Regions from separate parts of the Drosophila melanogaster genome. Here region 2 is linked to region 1. Evidence: chromatin contacts called from public targeted proximity ligation data. All regions are on one chromosome and are shown on one strand. The core of a region is the stretch at or near the end of the contact, and the rest is flanking DNA. Distances in the headings are between cores, read along the strand shown.

Region 1 (3,202 bases), core at 256-2,755:
TGGAGATGTTCCGAATGGAGCAGGGCGAGAACTTGGAGTTATTTGGCCTATCACCGGAGGTGGCACTGGCGAACATAATGTAATTGCCATTTAGGCCACCAGGACGACATTCCTGCGGGTAATCGTGCTGTGGATGGAGTATATTAAAGTTAAAGAGATATACCAACTGTGGGCAACACAAGAGTTAAAAGACTTACAGGTGATCCAAAGTTGTGGCCAATCTCGTGTGCCAACGTAAGCTGCGACACTTTCGGCGGCACCCGGCTGTTGTAGTTGACAAAGGTGATGATGCCCGTGTTGAGTGATCGCTTGGTGCTCTGGTACTGTCCACCCACCGTTTCCGTGTACGTCTTGTACTTCTCGCAAATTCCACCAGAGGCTCCCGACGCACTGGCCACCCAGGCCAGACCCAAAGTGCCGCCAGTGAAATCTCTGTAGAAGATGCAGATTATAAAATAAATCCGAAAATTCTGCCTAAGCCAATGACCAACCTGTAGGTGAACACGTAAGCCAAACAAAAGTCCGAGTGATCTTCTAGGGAATGCAGATTCAAAAAGTTCGAGACATCCATGTGTTCATTGCAAAAGGCATTGTGTGGACCATTGTAGGAATTGCGACAGGCCGAATCGTCATCGATCTTAATGCGTTGCACCTGGGAATGAAATGGATAGATTTTTAGAGTCGCAAAAGTTCGTTTTTGAAACAATATTTACACTAATTGAGCTAAAACCCTTTGCATTTACACACAATTTATTGATACTTTGGGGGACAGGGGACATATACACATGAATATAAAGTTTTGATGCAGTTCTACAATTGAAAAATTTCACGAATGCGACAAATTGACCCACAATTTATTGATACGCTTTATAATTAACACAATCAATTAGTCGCGGGCGACACAGGAACCATAATCTGGGGAGCCCATATGGTGCTTTAATATACGCTCCACTAAATTCCTGTCTACGCATGGTTTAACCAGCTACCAAGGGCCGCATGTGGTCAGGGGATCCTGTGAGGCGGGTCCTGCCGCTTTGTCCTTATCGCATCATCATTGTTTGTCCGCGGAATTCCCGCTGTGTGTGTGTGCGTGCGTGCGTGTGTGTGTGGGTGGGCGTTTGTGTACTCACCTCAAAGCGTATGTTGCGATGCTCGGTGCGTCCGTCGAACTTTGTGTTGCGGTAAATGTAATTAACGGCCGTCACGTGATGTGCAATCAACGATGTGATTTCCTCGCGCGTTTTCTCATCCACCTCGTACTTGCGTCCACGATCGTGCTGCAAACAAAAAGGAGAGCACGTCAAATGGTGTTGACAAAAATTAACGCCAATTTACAAGTTTACTAGTCAAAAGATATAATTGTTAAAATCAGCCTAAAGTGTAAATTTCAAAATGGTGGGTTAACCAAATCTTAAAATCATTGCTAATTTCTTTATAAATAATTCGATATGCTTTTATAATACTGTCAGTTTGAAAAGGGATTGTTTGTTAACCGAACAGGTAGACCGATTTAATTAATGTGGTATCACTTGACTTATTTTGGGTCGTGGAGCGGTAGTCCCACAGCCGCAATGCGATGGAGATGGCGCAGAAATGCGGCTGACATCCGTGTAAACGAGTGCGTAGTGAGCCCCCACCACGCCAGACAAACAAAAAGGACCTCTTCAAACGGCCCTTTCATCCGGCGCTCATCCAATCCAATCCATGCCTATTCCCACACTCTACCACCCAACAAGCAACGCTGCGCAAATATATTTGTATAAAAATGCAAATTCAGCTAAGCCCGTCGAATATTTCAGCTGAAGTTTATAAGGTTTTATGCGCACTCCCCAAAACATCCGGATCCTGCAACAGCTCTCCACCGATTTTGGCTCAAAAATCAAAATGCCGCGGGGCGCAAGAGACAAAGGCAAAAGCGAATGGAAAATGGAAAATGCGAATTTTTTTTAAACCGATGTTCATATACCCTTGCAAATAAAAATATCTACATTTTGTAGAAAACTATAGTTTAATATGCAAATGGCTTAGTTTAGAATAAGGTGTAAATATTCTATATTAATAGTTTTTTCTAGTGCCAAACGTATTCATAGTTAGCTGCTTGGCAAATTTATGATGCCCGTGCAAGGATTTGAAAACAAAGCGCGACAAAAATCGGGATATATAATACATAGGGAAGCGAAGGAAGAGTGAGCGAAACAAATGCGCGAATTATGCAAAACTCATTGCAAATAAACACACGTGGAGTAGAAAAAGAGGGGCAGAGGTAAGAGCGAAGACAAAGAGAAGGAGAAGGAGGTGGAGGCAAGGACGTGGGCGTGAGCGGAAACGGAAATAGGGCTGGCACTCCGTTGACGAGGATGTTGACGTCGACATCATCATTGTACGCGAACAATGCGAAAAAATGAACGTAAACATAAAAGTGCGGCGAGAGAATGGCTCCAAATGCGGGGAGCGGTGGGTGTGACTTGGAGCGGGTGGTGGAGGCGATAGGTGGGTGGTGGAGCACCGTTGCGGGCCATAACGGTTGATTGCATACGCTGTACGCGCTGAAGGAGGTCAGCTGATTGGATGATTGCTAAGCCCCAATCGCTCTGCAGATGCCCCAAAAAGTAGGCAACTCCGCGGAATGCGACAAAAGGATTCCTGCAGTTTATGGAGCGTGAAATTCCGCTGAATAAGTGGTAAGTAAACAAATTCACGATTGCACCAATGTTTTCTTAAAGTTATGATATGCTGTTTTACCGAAAAATGCTAATAAAGTTGGAATACATGTTTAGAGATTTAATATAGATTAGTTTACATGTTAAACGAATTCTAAAATTTTGCAGTTAAATTTCATTTAATTGAGCAAAAAACCAAAAATCTGTAAAACAAATATTTTCATTTTGTAGTAAAATTCGTGAGGTACATGTATTGATTATCCAATATCCCCGTTCTCACAGACATGTATTCTATGAATTAACACGAATGAACGAACAACGGAGCCCACAAATAATGGTGTAGGGCACCAGACAATTTTTTGTTTATACATTTCTTTGAAAATGGAATGTAATATCAAAAATGCTTAACAACTACGTGGCCCCTGATATTCCCATTCCAGAAACTTTGAACCTCTCTTGTTTTATGTGCACTTGACTTTCATGAGAAGTCTGCTGGCTCGTAAAAATTGCGAAATTGATGATTTTTTCATGCTTTTTTGTTT
Region 2 (3,202 bases), core at 478-2,977, 140 kb before region 1:
TTCACCTTCAACATGCTGCTGCACACCTACCTAAAGGTGCCCGATGTGCGCCGATGTCAGATCACCGGCCTCCAGGGCTGTCACTTCATCGACAAGACGCGGGAGAATGCGCTCTATCAGGAGGGACGCGAGGTGGTCACCGTCAATGAGTGGACCGACAGGATCTACCAGCACACGCCGCAGGAGCACGTCATCACAAACGTGGTGTCCGGCAGGAAGATGAGACTGCACAAGTACAATTTTCCCGATACGGGTAAGTAAATGGCACAAAAGGATATTTTAAAGTGTGTGAAGTGATATATTTGATATATATTCAGTCATCTGGAATCCTTGGATCGATCGATCGCGTGAGATGAGTGACTTCGGGGACGACGAGTTCCCCAACATGTTGTGCGTGGAGGCGGGCAATGTGACATCGCCGGTGATCCTGCTGCCGGGCACCGCTTTCGAGGCCAGCCAGATCCTTCAGGTAGAGCAGCCGGTGCTGGAGTAACCCCATCTAACCCATCCTAACAACCACACCTGTTCCCACACCCAGCAATTCAAGTGTCCCTATACCATAGACCCATCCAGCTGCAGGAAGAAAAACTATCTAACCAACTTCTTACAATACGACTAGAGTCGATCAAGACACCACCATATTCCAATTCAAATTCTTTACTTTGCATGCTATCAGATTATCATCGAGGGCAATGTGAGTCGCAAGACCAAGCGGAATCGCTAGCGTTTAAAGAATCGGAACCCGATGAGGTAAACCGATTCGCAACCATGTCAAAGCGCACTTTTCCACAGATGAGCATCTGCGTCCGGAGTAGCTGGCGGAGAATCAGGATGAACAGAAGGAGGGTTGTTCCCGCACGGTCTCTAGACTCTAATCTATCTCTTAAGTAATCTAGCAATGTGTTGTGCAGAAAATGATAATGAATAGTACACTTAACTTTGTTTATCATCCTTAGTTTGTGCCTACTTAAAGGAAATTGTGCATTGATAGTAGTTACATTAAGTTTTACGGATTAGGAAGTGAAAGAGCTGGATCTTAAAATAATGGAACGATCCCCTAAAAAGTAGCATTAAATCTTGGTTACCATACAAGATATCTGCGTCCATTGTGATGACCTCACTTTTTGCTTCGGAATCTTACCTACACTCAGCAAAAATACGCGAAATAATGTTATGAGCAATGGGCACTACTAGCTCTGGTCAGCACCCAATCAAGAAGTTGTATACGATTGAATATAGATAACTTACATAATGTTTTAAAGCTAATATGTGTAATATACTAAAAGCAATTATATGTACCAATTAATTAAATAATCAATGTAATTGTAACTTTAAAATCAAAAGGATGTACTTGAAACTTTGCAGATTACAAATATTTCACAGTATATATTCGGCCTTTTTATGATATTCAAACTATTCTGGCCTCTCGTACACATCGCCGCCAATTGCATCCCATTCGTCCTCGTTCTTTACCAATTCATACGGGAAGTGTTGCTGGATCCACCAGTAGAGTGTCATGCTGACGTTGGACATCACTCGACCCTTCACTGTCTTTCTCCAAGCCTGGGGGATTATACATATATCGTTAGCCTCAGACTTTTTAAAAAGGTCAGTCTTACTTCTCGACTTCCCGTACTTAGGAAATATGGCAAAGAAAATGCACAAATTAATGCCAAAAGCAAGCGAAACATTTTTAGATATGGTTTGTTGAACTAGCTTGCAGCGAAGTAGAAATGCAACTGAGCTAAAAACTTCAAGTTTCCGAGTTCATAAAACACGAACAGAAGCGACAAGTTGGATTCCTGCTAAGAAACTTACACTCACCGGCGGTGTGTCGTACATTAAGCTTAGTTTATTTGATTTTTGTTTGTTTTATATCAGTTGCTTAGATTAGATTCTTTACATACATATATAAATTAGGCATTTCTAGATTGATTCTAAAACGCAACGCTCACGCTCCTGCAAATCGAGTCACTTCCGGGGTTCCAAAACGTACTTGCTGAATTTAGCGTTTTGACTTAGTAAATGGTTACTTAGTGGGTGACTTTCTGCAGCTGGGGACAAGAAGGGGAAGTTAGCTCACATGGCTGAGTCGTCGAGTTTTCGCTTAGTTTCCGTTTTGTTTATATTGATTTCTGCAGCTGGACGAGACTGGGTTCAGTTGCTCTATAAATATATTTATGATCGAATGATATTGCAAGGATAGTTTGGTGTACAGCGTGACGAGTGGGTGACACAGCTTAGTCGATCTTCACAGCTCCGTAGATTCTTAGAATGAAAACGTAGGCGGCGAAGAAGCCAATCGAGCCAGTTAGCAGCCAAAATGTGAGCACCATAAGACCTGGGTGTTAAATTGGATGGTTAAATCTATTGGAATATGCGAGGTTTTGCACAAGCATACCCGTATAGCCCAGGTAGAGCAGCGTCGGTATGAACTCTGTGATCTCCAGCTTTGTGAAAAAGTAGAAGATGCTATAAAAAAGTACATAAACAGCCGAGCCGCCAGACACAACAAAACTGCGCCACCACCAGCGGTAGTCCTGCATGAAAAGAAATAAATAAGTGATTAACCATCACCTTTTTTAAGTGCTCACTATATCAGCTTACCTCACCGCAGAGCTGGAAATAAGTCATTACTATAGAGATCTGGGCACAGCTTACGACTAAGATGCAAAACACCAAGAATAGAAAGCCAAACAGGTAGTAGAACTGATTCTGCCAGATGGCCGTGAACACAAAGAAGAGTTCAATGAAGACGGCGCCAAAGGGCAAGATGCCCGCCATCAGAGTGCTGGAAAAATGCGCATGGAAGGTTTGATTAGCAAAGTGAGACTCGTTTAAAAAGGTCTGCTCACCTTAAAACCGCATTCATGTACCAGTGCTGTGTGGGCACTTGTCGCGGAATCATATTGGTTCGCACTGGATGCTGGTAGGGTTGCTTGCGGTATCCCAAATAAAAGCCCAGGTAGACCAGGGGCACAGAGATGCCAAACCATAGCAGCAGCAGTGAGATCATGGTGGTAAAGGGAACGGCACCGCTAGACGACTTGTCCCAAATAAAAAAGTTCAAGAAGAATCCAGTGCTGCGGCAAAAACAAAACAGATTAGATATTAAAATATTATATTATATTATATCTGAGCAAGGAGCTTACCCAAAGACAATGCCTGGATACAGAGTAGCGGTGAGAAAGGCGGCCCGCTT

The links.
Region 2: a targeted proximity ligation map of the Kc167 cell line shows a contact between it and region 1, with 3 times the contacts expected there. A contact is called at or near these places in 4 of 107 Hi-C or Micro-C datasets (the Clone 8 cell line, the D17-c3 cell line, the Kc167 cell line and 1 more) and 3 of 7 datasets of targeted methods (the Kc167 cell line and the S2 cell line).

The regions. Positions count from the first base shown.
Region 1 is chr2L:13,631,469-13,634,670 of dm6, reverse strand. lncRNA:CR43410 (long non-coding RNA:CR43410) reads left to right here and starts at 1,505. Exons shown (of 1, transcript NR_047950.1): 1 at 1,505-1,995. It overlaps kuz (kuzbanian), which reads right to left. Exons shown (of 13, transcript NM_165047.3): 7 at 1,131-1,277; 8 at 492-652; 9 at 198-432; 10 at 1-127.
Region 2 is chr2L:13,772,522-13,775,723 of dm6, reverse strand. CG43376 reads right to left here and starts at 1,727. Exons shown (of 2, transcript NM_001259095.2): 1 at 1,620-1,727; 2 at 1,369-1,563. The coding sequence starts at 1,691. The coding sequence ends at 1,414. TM9SF4 (Transmembrane 9 superfamily protein member 4) reads right to left here. Exons shown (of 7, transcript NM_001298978.1): 3 at 3,153-3,202; 4 at 2,856-3,083; 5 at 2,608-2,791; 6 at 2,402-2,540; 7 at 1,819-2,341. The coding sequence ends at 2,241. CG9008 reads left to right here. Exons shown (of 6, transcript NM_165055.3): 5 at 1-253; 6 at 318-1,384. The coding sequence ends at 493.